Linked DNA regions of Zea mays: region 2 is linked to region 1. A link is a contact called in public Hi-C data. All regions are on one chromosome and are shown on one strand. The core of a region is the stretch at or near the end of the contact, and the rest is flanking DNA. Distances in the headings are between cores, read along the strand shown. Region 1 overlaps LOC100285672 (ETHYLENE-INSENSITIVE3-like 1 protein). Region 2 holds the start of LOC100216694 (Exostosin family protein).

Region 1 (7,345 bases), core at 2,867-5,366:
CCGTCTCGCCCGAGGCCCCCCTTCAACGGCAGACACATCTCCGGCTTGCCCGAGGCCTTGCCTTCGCTGAGAAGCAACCCTGACTGAATCGCCGCACCGACCGGCCAAGTCGCAGGAGCATTTAACGCAAAGGAAACCAGGCCCTGCCAAAGGCACCATAGGAAACTCCGCTCCGCCCGACCCAGGGCTCGGACTCGGGCAAAGCCCCGGAAGACGGTGAACTCCGCTCCGCCCGACCCAGGGCTCGGACTCGGGCTAAGCCCCGGAAGACGGCGAACTCTGCTCCGCCCGACCAAGGGCTCGGACTCGGGCTAAGCCCCGGAAGACGACGAACTCCGCTCCGCCCGACCCAGGGCTCGGACTCGGGCTAAGCCCCGGAAGACGGCGAACTCCGCTCCGCCCGACCCAGGGCTCGGACTCGGGCTAAGCCCCGGAAGACGGCGAACTCCGCTCCGCCCGACCCAGGGCTCGGACTCGGGCTAAGCCCCAGAAGACGACGAACTCCGCCTCGCCCGACCCAGGGGCTCGGACTCGGCCTCTGCTGACGACCTCCGCCTCGCCCGACCCAGGGGCTCGGACTCGGCCTCTGCTGACGACCTCCGCCTCGCTCGACCCAGGGGCTCGGACTCGGCCTCTGCTGACGACCTCCGCCTCGCCCGACCCAGGGGCTCGGACTCGGCCTCTGCTGACGACCTCCGCCTCGCCCGACCCAGGGGCTCGGACTCGGCCTCGGCCATTGAAGACAGACTCGACCCCGACTTCGGAGGAGCCTCCACGTCGCCCAACCTAGGGCACAGGCCAGCCACGTCGACAGGAAGCGCCATCATCACCCTACCCCGAGCCGACTCGGGTCGCAGAGAACAAGACCTGTGTCCCATCTGGCTAGCTCCGCCAGATAGGCAATGATGGCGCCCCGCTAGCCCCGTGACGACGACGGCTCTCAGCTCTCTTACGGAAGCAGGGCGACGTCAGCAAGGACACAACCGTTCCAACAGCTGTCCCTCCGCCAGGCTCCGTTGCTCCTCCGACAGCCACGACATCACGCCAGCAGGGTGCCAAGATCTCTCCGGCTGCCACATTGGCATGTACTTAGGGCACTAGCTCTCCCCCCGCTACACCCCATTGTACGCCTGGATCCTCTCCTTACGCCTATAAAAGGAAGGACCAGGGCCTTCTTAGAGAAGGTTGGCCGCGCGGGGACGAGGACGGGGACAGGCGCTCTCTTGGGGCCGCTCGCTTCCCTCACCCGCGTGGACGCTTGTAACCCCCTACTGCAAGCGCACCCGACCTGGGCGCGGGACGAACACGAAGGCCGCGGGATTCCCACCTCTCTCTCGCCGGACTCCGGCCTCCTTGCTCCTTTCCCCCCTTCGCGCTCGCCCACGCGCTCGACCTATCTGGGCTGGGGCACGCAGCACACTCACTCGTCGGCTTAGGGACCCCCCGGTCTCGAAACGCCGACCGACCTGGCCAAATGGTCTGAAGGTATATCCGGATTGTCCAGCCGTATATGGTGCCACGTGGGTAGTCTCGTACCCAGACCGTCTGTCGTAAAGAACTGGACGGTCCGCGATCGGGCCAAATGGTCCAGGGTTGTACCCGGATGGATCGGCCATATATGGCGTGACTTGGGCAGTCTGCGCATGGACTCGTGTAGAGTCGGATGGTCCAGCGTAATACGTCGGCCGGTTCATGTCATATCCGGACGGTCCGGTGTAAGATGGCGGACGGTCCGCAACATATCCGGACGGTCCGGCGTGATGCACCGGACGGTCCGTGATGGGGCCGAAGTGTTCAGGGTTGTACCCTGATGGTCCGGCCATGTACGGTGCGACTTGAGTGTTTTGTGTGCGGGCCTGCATCTGGTCGGACGGTCCGGCGAAATACGTCGGACGGTCCGCGATATAACCGGACTGTCTGAGATGATGCTCGGACGGTCCGGTCGCGTCCAGTACCTGCCGCGTGCCTAGTGGTTGCGGCTGTGATGGTGACACGAAAGCGTGCATCGGCATACCATATGATGGCTGGGTCAAAGGTGACCCGTTTATAGCCGATGTGTTTGACGTGGGTGGCACTGTATTAGACTCTCGCGATGGAAAATTAGGAGCAGCTGATTTCTCGTATGCACGTAAATGCATTTTAATAGATTCATCTACATATTGCTTTAACTGATCTACTCGTTGATCCATGAAAGTCGTAAGAGATAGATTTGGAGTACTTACAGCGGGACCCTGCAGTGGAGGTAGGAGAGATTCCATATCGATCTCCCCTTGACGGACGATCTTCTGGTGGCGATCCACCGTGAAGTGTGACAAGTACTTGTCCGCCGCCTCCTTGCGCCGTTCGGAGAGTTTATGCAGCAGTTCCGCCTCTTCCTTGTCGCGTTGTTCGTTCCATTGCCGCATCACCTCCTTCTCCTCGCGCATTACGAGGTCTTCAAAGGGCCTTTGGTCATCAGCCGGGAGCGCCTCCATGGCCGGCTTGATGATGTTAGTAGTGGAGATCTTGGTGTGATCCTTAGAACCGGCCATTTATGGGCCGATTTTTAGCAGATCTAGACACCTATTCCCCAGCGGAGTCGCCAAAAAGTATGTTGACACCTTTTTAGAGGCGCCAATCACTCAAAAGAACCCGCGGCGGTGCTCTCTGGTCAGGCGCGGACGGTCCGCGGCACAGAGCCGGACGGTCCGCGACCTGGCGTGAGGCGGCGGTGCTCTCTGGTCAGACGCGGACGGTCCGCGGCACAGGGCCGGACGGTCCACGACCTGGTGCAGGAGCTAGGATTCCCTGCCTGACGGCCGGACGGTCCGCGCCCTAGGGCCGGACAGTCCGCGCGTGCGCAGGGGTGGCGGAAGATTGCCGGCGGCGCCTGGATCTCGCTCCCGGGAGGGACCCCGTCGGGGAGGAGAGATCCTAGGAGTTGTCTAGGCTCGGGCAGACCGACCTAGACTCCTCTAATCGACGTAGAGTCGAGGAGAGGCAGAGAATTTGGGGATTGGAATACTAAACTAGGGCTAAACTAGAACTAGACTAGAACTACTCCTAATTGTGCTGAAAATAAATGCGGGATAGAAGTGGTATTGGTTCGATTGTTGGGGGTTCAATCGGCCGTAGCCCTTCATCTATATAAAGGGGGAGGTCTGAATCCGTTTCCAACTGTTTCCCGAGTTAATCCCGCGGTTTTAGGTAACAAATCACACGAGAAACTAGGAACCCTAACTGACTCTGCGCGCGCGCGGACCGTCCGCGCCACCACCGCGGACAGTCCGGACCGTGGACCGTCCGGCCTCGGGGCCGGACCGTCCGCACTGTTCTTTTGAGAGCTCAACACTGGGTCCTGTTGAACTGGAAACCAACCATGTACTACAAGCGGCGGCTACAGGACCCGCTGCCAGCCACTTGCAGACGACGGCTCCAACCAAATTCCGCGAGCCACTTGCAGACGACGGCTCCAACCAAATGCCTCTCGCGGAATCGGCACATTCTAAACGAACTGGGGTAAATATGATCCTCCGAAAGGCAGAGCTGAGCTGGGAAATGGGAATGCACGTCTCTACTCTCCACAGTCTACTCTGTCTACATATGGACCCACCATTTGCTCATCTGACCGTACACAAAAATAGTAGCCCGAAGTCGTATGAACGGAAGCGGCGTGGCAGCGCTGAGGCCTTCTGGGCTTCCAAGAGACACTTCGGTGGTGCGAGACGCCGACGCGTACACCCAAAGCGGGAGCTGCCGTGAAAACTAGGCTTGTAGCAGGGGCGGCGACATGGTGGCCATCCAGGCATCGCCGCAGAATATGCCCTGCCAGGAAAGCCAGGTCGATGGGTCCGTCGGTCGCCCGCGTCCGCCTCGCTATCCATCCCCCCCGCCCCGAATCTTGGATCACCCGGCGCCGGCGGCATGTCGTCCCGTTCGTCAGCGACGGCGCTCGCACCGCACGCACCGACGCGCACCACGCACGCAACGCGGCTACAGTCTCCCAAACGCAAAGTGCGTCTCGCAAGTTGCAGCTGCAGTAGGAGCCGGGAAACCGCCACCGCAACGCGCGTGTGGGCCAGACCGACGCCGACTCCTCCGGTCCTCCCTGCCTCGGGGATCCCATTCAGGACTGGCCACCTGTGGTCGGCCATCTGATCTGGCGAGGAGAAGGCCCCGTGTCGCGTGGCGTGCGCGGTGCGTGACATGACATATCCGCGCGTACGTACTGGATGAGGCGATCTCCGTCGTCTATCTCCACTCCAGGTCCTCTTTACCAGAACCCGATCGCGCCGAGGCGCCGTCGAATCGAAACAGGCTGGACGCAGCGGCGTGGACGCTCAAGTCGCGTGGATCACTCGTCGCACGCGGCACGCAGGTCTCATCTCATTCCGGTCCCGGCCGCGGTGCTACTCCACTCCGGCGGCCCCTCTCCCACCTCCCACCGTCGTCGTCGCCATTGATCTGTTGCTTTCAGGCACCCAGCCGGCCAGCCCAACCACGCACCATCCCACTTCCTCGTCCCCACTATAGAGCTTCAATTGTCACCGGATAAGAGTTCTGTCGTTATTATAAGAAATCTACTGTCGCCGTCTGACGCCACGTCCCATCCTCTCGCTGTCCTCGTGGTCGGCACTGTGCACCGGGGCCGGCTCAACAGCCCCAGATGCGGTGGTCTCGCCATCGTACGCTGCACTTAGCCGGGAAACGGTGCTCGCTTTCAGTTCACCGGTCACCAGCCAGCTCCACCCCGTCCAGCCAGCGTGGCAGGCCCGCCGTGCCATCACGCACATCGTCGACTGGGCATGAGCATGAGCATGACTGGGTTCAGTTGATCGTGCGCTTTGTTAGGCGAGGCGTGGCCATGACCACGACCCAGGCGGAGACCGTTCTCCGGCAGTCCATCGACTGATATGGCGCACACACGTTTTTTTATGAACCGATTCTCTCCCTTGTTTTGACCCCCATTTGGCCAGTTTGTTTAGTGCCAGTTGAGAGTTGAGTCCAAACAAATCATTGGGGCCAGGGTTGCTTTGCTTCCTCAGCTATTTTAATTTATCATGGAGACCTGCTCTTTCGTTCGTGCAGTCCATAAAGATTAAAGAATCATGCGCCTAAGCACGTGGTTTAAGCGGCTTATTTTGCCTAAGAAACTTGGTTAGTTAGAGAGCAGCACTAGTTTATTCCTCTGCTTGATCCCCACCTATCACCATCATTGGTAAACTGGACCAAAAAGCAATGAAACACATAAACAAGTTGTAGGGTGTAGAGTTGGAGCGCTATAGCCATTGTTCTAGGTTAACAGAGCTAGCCGTAAGCCGCTAGCGAATATCAAAGGGGCAATTTGACCGTACCAAGTCACATCAGCCAGCCATCTGTTTGGTTTAATAATTATAAACCATGCTGCAAATTTCAGCTTACTAAAATAAAAACCTAAGCGTTTCTTTAGGGGACGGATTAGGTAGATCTCGATAAGGATTTGGAGCCGGCAGGGCCCAGATTTGGTGGCCTCATTACTCGTGATCACAGTAGTGTAGCTTAGATCAGACTCTAACTCTTCATCTTTCACCGCAGACCATCCCAAGAACCCGTATGCCTCTTCAGAAATGGACGTGATCCCAACGAACAGAGCTCTGGGCGAAATGGTCAGGAAATTCTGCAGGTGGGGTCGAAACGGCTTCTCTGAATACAGTATACCTGCAGAAATCTGGCAGCGGACCCAGACGCTTGGATCCGCCACCACGGAAGCAAAAACCCGCAATTGCTGTCCAGCGAGCGATGCGTCGCCCCACCCCACCCCGGCCCATCCCCGTCCCCTCCATCTCCATGATGCAGCAGGGGAGCTCCCGTCCCCACAGCATCCAGCTCCAGCGGCGAGCATGTGAGGAGGTCTAAGGGATAGGATGGGTCATGGTCTCATGGACGATGACAGGTGCCAGTGCCACCAAGCAAGCGATAAAAGAAAGGAGGGCTCTTGCGATCAAAGAAAGGACCATCCGGTATCTTGAGCATCAAAGCACTTGGAACGGTTTGGAGTTTGGACGGCCTAACTTCCCTTAGGGCTGCCACTTCGCGTTGACCGGACCTTAAGGGAAAGCAAGGATGAATATCTTGATGTGAAAGACACTAGTGATGGTCTCTCTTTTAACAAGACGGTAACTGAAGCAACAGGGTATGTTTTACCGTGGGAAAATATCTATAAAGGACAGGTGTAGTCTGGGTGTCATCAACATCAATCTCGGTGGAATTAAGACGGAATTTCCACCATATGACAGGAGCACCTGTCCATGTTTAGGTTGGAATTAAGGCGCGACAGATACAGAACCAGGGTAATTCCAAACATGTTAGGTTGGAACATTTTTTGTTCACAATTTGACACCAACAGAAAGAGAGAGAGAAAAAACGCCGGAGAGATTGCATCAATCAAAACAAACATGTGGACGCTCAAAATATTTGAATATGTCAGTCATGTTGTTTGTGTGAAGAGCAGCAGCGATGATGTGCCTCATCAACAGTGAGCAGACACGTCGAGCAGAACCACTGAAGAAAACACTTCATTCAGACACCAAACAGCAGGTAGTACAGAAACAAGCACAAGCATTTTAACAGCCATATACATGGACAGCAGACTGAGACTAACAACTTAAAGCTAGGAATAACATTAAGTTTGCAAATAAGAGAGGTTTATGGCTGGCCGGACATACAAGTATAAACCAGTTCCAGGTTCCAGCCGTCTTGCAGCTACTGCAAAACCTATATAACGAAGACCTATAAGACTTGACAACTTGGGAGATCCATGGAGGAATCCGAAGCTTATAACGAGGAGCCCTACAAGTTTTATTCTTCAGTAGAACCAATTGGTCCCGTCGTTCTTCTGCGCCGCGCCTGGGTAATCAGCGGCGGCGGCGGTGCTAGACATGTTGAAACCAGAGCCGAACCTGAACTCCGCCGTGCTGGTGATGTCGCCCATCTGGCTCATGAATGGCGTGTCGTCGCGGATGAAGAACTGCTGCTGCTGCTGCTGCTGCACCACGGGTGGTGCCTGCTGCTGTTGTTGCTGCATCATGCTATTGACGTCGTCGAAGACTCCGTTGCCCTGTCCGAAGAAGCCCTCGTCCATCTGGATCCTCTGGGGCATCGCGTTCGGCCTCTCCATGATGGTGACGCTGTCACTACTGCTCATGGTCTTGCTCGTCATGAAGTTGGTGTCGTACATGTTCATCAGCTCGGCGATGGACCTCTGCCCGTCCATAGGCAGGCTGAAGTCCAGATTGTTCGCTGCCTGATTGGCTTGGCTGAAGGCCGGCTGGAAGGCTTGTGGTTGCGGCGGTGCTGGCAGAGGCTTGTTCTCGGCGCTCTGAGTGAT
Region 2 (7,345 bases), core at 1,930-4,429, 79 kb before region 1:
TCTCAATCCTCCAGCTAATAACCTACATCTCCCTTCTCTCCATCTGCAGAACCTTCCCTATGTGACTTTAGACTAGTGGACGTCAACCCAAAATGCTCAGCAACTGTAACTGGTCAGTAATTATATTGCCGCCTAGAATGTACAGCTTTTCATACAAAATTCATTGTCCTTAGTCTGCAGCCAAGGACATTTTGGATGAATCTTAAGTAAGAAAAATGAAGAAAAATGATGTGCCATTGGATATGTAATTCTGTTATGCTAGAGTGTTTCAACTTTACTCTCCGTTAATGTCTGCAGCTGTAACATCTGCCCCCAGTCATGCGATTAAGGTTTGGTCTTCAGTATCAACTCTTGTTTCGGCAGGATTGAAAACATGGTGAAAGCTGGAGTTTGCTAGTCCAAAAATCAAGAAGCCTGATTCTGTAGCCAAGAAGGACTGGGTAGAGTTTCATCTGTCCTATTAGTATCAAACCGAGAAAATCTCCGTAGTCTGTTAATCTTCAGACGGATAGAGGGCACCTTCCGAGCAATAGCCTTCCATATCATCTGCACGGCATCATCAGTCTGAGATGGGTATTGGTACTCGAAGTGCTTTTCTACTTCCTTTAGCTTGTTCCACATGCGTGTCCACTCTTCTTGGCTGATCCCTTTGATCAGGCTCTTTAGAAACCCCTTCTTGACTGCATCTGCGCCACGTACTATGACGCTGAACTTTGAATAGTCGAGGACATCCTCAAACGGGAGCTCAATCTCATCGCTGATGATGACGGGAACACAGTGACTGACAATGGAGTCGAAGAGGCGGTTGGAGGATGGAGTGTCACCTGCAATGTTGAGGCAGAACTTGGATGACCGCATACCTTGTGTTGCCTGCTCGATCCCATTACCAGCTACACTTCCAAATGAGAAATGCACATCTTTCTCGTCTTTCAGAAGGTAATACAGTTCTTGCCGAATGGAACCACCCTACAACATTGCGCAATGAAAATTGTGAGTAGAATAGCAAATATATATGTGAACTGCATACAATTTTCCATGGTTCATCTACTCAAAGAGCCTAATGTCTTATGCCAATCACTACAACCCACGTCCTGATAGCTAATCTGATACACCCAGCTCAGGTGGGGTTGGCTGAGGCCCATCAAATTAGGGTTGTCCGGAGCCCAACAGTTCATTATGCACACCCAACTCAGGGAAAGGCTCAATCGCCCCAAAAGACTAGTCCAATGGGGGAAGGGTGACTCTCTCTTTTAAAGTGGCTTCCTCCTCCCAAGTTAAGCGAGGTGAGATAATTCTGAGGCTTACACGGTCACCGTCCGACTACAATTGGGTGCGTCTTTGCCAACGGGTAATAGTGGAGGATGTCCTCATCATTCCCACCTTCTTAAAATGGGCCCTAGCTTTGATACCAGATGATACACCCAGCCTAGGTGGGGTTGGCCGAGGCCCATCAAATTAGGGTTGCTCGGAGCCCAACAGTTCATTATACACACCCAACTCAGGGAAAGGCCCAATCGTCCCAAAGGACTAGTCCAATGGGGGAAGAGTGGCTCTCCCTTCTAAAGTGGCTTCCTCTTTCCAAGTTAAGCGAGGTGGGATAATTCTGAGGCTCACACGGTCACCGTCCGACTACAATTGGGCCAACTGGGTCAATTACGTCTTTGCCAACGGGTAATAGTGGATGATGTCCTCATCATAATCCACGTTTGATTGTCAATGGAAATGTTTACATGATACATAGATCACTTGTTGAATTGTATTACTACTTATGTATTACTGAACTTGTTGCGAAAAGGCAGAGCCAAGTACGCTGATCGTGGTCACATAGGACCGGGAGAAGTGATCGCCTACGTATGAGCTGGACTAGTTACTGATAGGCAGGGCAAAACGCTCCAATTCATAAGGAAGCATACATCGATTTCCATCAGTGCATACCTAGTGGCCAGAAATAGTGCAAATTAAAGTAAGTGGCACACAGAGGGAAAGGGCCATGCTAGCCATTACTAGTAGGAGCTGCGGAACGAAAAGGAGTGCACGTGCCACATGGGCATGGCAAACATTCTCAATTCTTTTTAGGGAAGAACACTTGGAAAACAGAGTTCTTTAAGCAAAAGAGGCATGCTGACGTTATTATTATTAAATTAGATGCGACTAATCCAACAAAGATTCAATTTCGACGAGATGAGTAATTAGCAAGGTATACTCACATCCTTCCTGTAGATGGCGCCTTGGAAGTAGAGCAGCGTCGGCCGGTCGTCGTATCCGGCGGTGTCATTAGCGAAGTTGGCGACGAGGTGCCGATAGGGCGCGATGATGTCCTTGTCGAGGTTGGCGACGCTGGGCGGGTACCTCCCGAAGTCGCAGAGCACGAAGACGCAGGGCCAGAACCTGTAGCGCGCGTCGAGCATACCGTTGGGGTGATGCGCGAGCACGACGTGGTCCCGCCCGCCGGTCCTGCGCCACTCAGGCCGCGCGGCGAGGAACTCGAGGAGCCTCCGTTGCAGCGCGCGGTCCTCGCTGTTCCGCGCGGGCGGCACCACCCGGGAGTGGCGGTTGAAGCTGAGCGAGGCGAAGAAAGGCACGAAGACGACGTCGGCGTCCGCCGCGTGGCGCACCCGCGCCGCTGCGCAGGGCGTGGGCGCGCCCTGCTCGGAGGCCAAGAGGTCGAGGGTGAGCCAGTACTCGATGCTGTGCTGAAGGTTGAGCCCCCCCGGGTAGTCCGGCACGCCGTCCCTGACGTCGGGCCACACGCCGCCGCCGAAGCCCGGGGGCTTCCAGTCGAGCAGTCCGAAGTGGAACTCGGGGGGCAGGTCGTACATGAACACTCGCAGCAGCGCCTCCGCGGGGTCGCATTTCCTACCGGGGCCGCCGAGGCGGAGCCCCTGGTTGGGGCGGCGGGCGGCGGTTGGGCCCGCGGCGGAGTTGAGGAGGAGGTACCAGGAGAGGAAGAATAGCGCGGCGGCGAGCGCGAAGAGCCAGACGAGCGGGCTCCGGCAGGCGGTGGCCATGGCACTAACAGTGGCAATGCGGGCGGAGGGCGGAACGGGGCTCGGCCATGGCTGGCTAGGAGGGGATCTGACGGGGGAAAGCGCGGCTGGGTTGGTCACCCGCGGCGGCCGGTTGGTCGCTATGGAGATGCTCGCGTCCCGATCGAGGCGGTCGGATCTGGAGCTGATAGCAGCGGTTGAGTTGGGTGCTGGGACGGGTGCGGCGCGGTGTGGGTGTGAGCCGTGTGACTCGTGTGGTGAGGCGGAAAGGCACGGGCGGCCGGGGATTCTCCTGACTCCTATTTGGTTGTCGAGCCAGGCGAAACGAAACGGCCCGGTGTATTGGGATGGCTTCAGACAGCTTTAGGTTCTAGCTCCAGTGCAGAACTATAGTTTATAATATTAATATAAATACTTTTAAAAATATTTTTAATCTAATAATAAATAAAATGAGATCTATAAATGTTTTTAAAGGCTTACAGCTCTAGCTCCATGATTTTCTAGAGCATCTAATTACCTGCTTCATTAACTTCACCAAATTTCTTGAAGCTGGAGCTGTCCCAAACGGACCTTAGTGGGTGTTTGGTGGAGCTCTCATACCTCTGGTCTCAACGATAATCACTTTAGAAAGCTAAACGGCTAAAAACTGAGTTGCTCCATTTTGTACTAGAGAGTGTGAGCTAAAAAAAATATGCTTCTCGATGCTTCTAACCTGCTCCCCACACTCCAACCCCTCAGAAATCACGTCACCCACAATTTACCAAACGGTTTTCGTTAAATAAATCTACTTGAGAATCATTTGAAATCACTCTATTATAGCATTAACTCTCAAAGATAGAGAATTATAGAGCGAAGTTCTACTAAACAAGGCCTTAATCGTGTTTGGTCGAGGGACATAAAACTAAACAACTTCGAAAGTTCGAACAGAGAATATTCTTATCTCTACTACTATTATAATCCTAACGTAGGCGTCCACAGTAACAGCCGGTGCACGTTCTGTCGGCCGCGGTCCCTGCCGCATCCAGCGCGTCCTTGCCGCATCTAGCCCCGCCCGCGTCCCTGCCGCATCCAGCTCCGCCCGCGTCCCTTCCAGCGCCCCGCACCGCCGCGCATCCCTCCCGCCCGCCAAGCCCGCGTCCCGAGGCCGCATCCAGCCCCGCCCGCGGCCGAATCTAGCCCGCAATTACCGCTCGCGCAAGGGTTTCCATTGTTGGTTTACGGAGAAATCGCGCCTCCCCAGTGTGCCCTTCCATCCATGGCGTCGCCGCGGCCGCCCCCGCAATCAACTCCGTTGCCCCCGCGATCCCCTTCCCCGACGACACTCACCTTCCATCGATGGGAGCGCGCTGGGTTATGCCCTATACTTTCTTCCTCCATTCCACCAACGACACTCACCCTAAATCCTCACCTCTCAGATCCTGCCCCTCGCTCGCCGCCCAATCAACAGCTCAGACTTTACCGCCCCAGCCGAGCAAAGGTGGAGGCGTCTGCCTCCACACACCTCGCCCTCGCCACCACCTCCCTTCCCCCCATCCCTAGAGAAGACACGGAGGTGCAGTGACAGTGCTTCTACTCAAGCGCGCCACGGATTATTGAGCCAGCGGCATTCATCGGCTCCACCAAAGGTACGTCATCTCTCGTGCCTCGCTCCATCTCCTGCTGATAGGTTTTGCCCATGTAGCCTAAGATAGGTGAAAGAGAAATAGGCTAAAATCTTTTCCTAATTGATTTTGGTGGTTGAATTGCCCAACACAAATAATTGGACTAACTAGTTTGGTCTAAATTATAAGTTCTACAGGTGCCAAAGGTTCAACACAAACCAATAAAAAGTCTAAGAAAGGGTTCAAATAAAAAGGAGCAAAGAAAACCGAAGACTGCCCTGGTCTGGCGCACTGGACTGTCCGGTGTGCCACCGGACAGTGTCCGGTGCACCAGGGAGATCAACTCTGAACTTGCCACCTTCGGGTTTCTAGAAATGCCCTCCGCTATAATTCACCGGACTGTCCGGTGTGCCAAGAGGAGTAACGGCTATAGCGCCAACGGTCGTCTGCAAAAGGTGAACAGTGAACTACAGTGCGCGGACTGCGCGCGCAGAAGTCAGAGCAGGCGCAGATGGCGCACCAGACAGTGAACAGTGACTGTCCGGTGCACCACCGGACTATCCGGTGGCCCCACTTGTCAGAGCTCCAACGGTCGAACCCTAACGGTTGGGTGACGTGGCTGGCGCACCGGACTGTCCGGTGCGTCCGTCGACAGCAGAGTTCCCCAACGGCCACTTTGGTGGTTGGGGCTATAAATACCCCCCGACCACCACACTTCAAAGCATCCAAGTTTTCAGCCAACACATTCAATACAAGAGCTAGTGCATTCAATACAAGACACAAATAGAGTGAATCAAAATCTCTCCAAGTTCCAATTCCACTCAAAGCAATAGTGACTAGAAGAGAGAGTTTTGTCGTGTTCTTTTGAGCTCTTGCGCTTGGATCGCTTTTCTTCTTCCTCATTTCTTGTTCCTAAGATCTTTGTAATCAAAGCAAGAGACACCAATTGTGTGGTGGTCCTTGTGGGGACTAAGTGTCCCAATTGATTGAGAAGAGAAGCTCACTCGGTCTAGGTGACCGTTTGAGAGAGGGAAAGGGTTGAAAGAGATCCGGTCTTTGTGACCACCTCAAAGGGAAGTAGGTTTGAAAAATGATTCGATGGAGAGCGATTGTGGAGTGACGACGAAAGATGAATAATTCGATGGAGTGGAGTGGAAGCCTTGTCTTCGCCGAAGAACTTCATTTCCCTTTCAATCTATGACTTAGCATGAAATACACTCGAAACCATATTAGTCATAGCACATGAAAGAGATGATCAAAGGTATACATGAGCTATGTGTGCAAAACATTAATCAAAATTGCGAGAATCAAGAATATTTAGCTCATGCCTAAGTTTGGTAAAGGTTTTCTCATCTAATGGCTTGATAAAGATATCAGCTAATTGTTCTTTGGTGCTAACATAAGCAATCTCGATATCCCCCGTTGTTGGTGATCCCTTAAAAAGTGATACCGAATGGCTATGTGCTTAGTGCGGCTGTGCTCAACGGGATTATCCGCCATGCGGATTGCACTCTCATTATCACATAGGAGAGGGACTTTGGTCAATTTGTAACCATAGTCCCTAAGGGTTTGCCTCATCCAAAGCAATTGCGCGCAACAATGGCCTGCGGCAATATACTTGGCTTCGGCGGTAGAAAGAGCTACGAAATTTTTTTTCTTTGAGGCCCAAGACACCTGGGATCTTCCCAAGAACTGACAAGTCCCTGATGTGCTCTTTCTATCAATTTTACACCCGGCCCAATCAGCATCTGAATATCCAATTAAATCAAAAGTGGATCTCTTGGGGTACCAAAGGCCAAACTTAGGAGTATGAACTAAATATCTCAAGATTCGTTTCACGGCCCTAAGGTGAACTTCCTTAGGATCGGCTTGGAATCTTGCACACATGCATACGGAAAGCATAATGTCCGGTCGAGATGCACATAAATAGAATAAAGATCCTATCATCGACCGGTATACCTTTTGATCTACGGATTTACCTCCCGTGTGTTGGTCGAGATGCCCATTGGTTCCCATGGGTGTCTTGATGGGCTTGGCATCCTTCATCCCAAACTTGGTGAGTATGTCTTGAATGTACTTCATTTGGCTAATGAAGGTGCCCTCTTAGAGTTGCTTGACTTGAAATCCTAAGAAATACTTCAACTCCCCCATCATAGACATCTCGAATTTTTGAACCATGATCCTACTAAATTCTTCACAAGTAGATTTGTTAGTAGACCCAAATATGATATCATCAACATAAATTTGGCATACAAACAAATCATTTGCAATTGTTTTAGTAAAGAGAGTAGGATCGGCTTTTCTGACTTTGAAGCCATTAGCGATAAGAAAATCTCTTAGGCATTCATACCATGCTCTTGGGGCTTGCTTGAGCCCATAAAGCGCCTTAGAGAGTTTATAGACATGGTTAGGGTACTCACTATCTTCAAAGCCGGGAGGTTGCTCAACATAGACTTCTTCCTTGATTGGTCCATTGAGGAAGGCACTTTTCACGTCCATTTGGTAAAGCTTAAAGCCATGGTAAGTAGCATATGCAAGTAATATGCGAATTGACTCAAGCCTATAGCTACGGGTGCATAGGTTTCACCGAAATTGAAACCTTCGACTTGTGAATATCCCTTGGCCACAAGTCGGGCTTTGTTCCTTGTCACCACACCATGCTCATCTTGCTTGTTGCGGAAGACCCACTTGGTTCCTACAACATTTTGATTAGGACGTGGAACTAAATGCCATACCTCATTCCTCGTGAAGTTGTTG

Evidence for each region. A called contact is a pair of places that touch in the nucleus more often than the background predicts.
Region 2: a contact with region 1 is called in a Hi-C map of endosperm, with 3 times the contacts expected there. The contact joins the promoter of LOC100216694 here to the enhancer-like site in region 1. A contact is called at or near these places in 2 of 25 Hi-C or Micro-C datasets (bundle sheath and endosperm).

What each region holds. Positions count from the first base shown.
Region 1 is chr1:52,828,537-52,835,881 of Zm-B73-REFERENCE-NAM-5.0, reverse strand. LOC100285672 (ETHYLENE-INSENSITIVE3-like 1 protein) reads right to left here. Exons shown (of 2, transcript NM_001158563.2): 2 at 6,435-7,345. The coding sequence ends at 6,824. Among protein-coding and RNA genes, the nearest start is that of LOC100285672, 6.8 kb to the right of the region's middle. Within about 2 kb of position 4,116, at least 20 of the 20 cell types and tissues checked have an H3K27ac peak or open chromatin away from gene starts, as enhancers often do. A contact at or near this core is called in bundle sheath and endosperm, where this site is marked.
Region 2 is chr1:52,906,276-52,913,620 of Zm-B73-REFERENCE-NAM-5.0, reverse strand. LOC100216694 (Exostosin family protein) reads right to left here and starts at 3,179. Exons shown (of 2, transcript NM_001143100.1): 1 at 2,208-3,179; 2 at 95-966. The coding sequence starts at 3,008. The coding sequence ends at 406.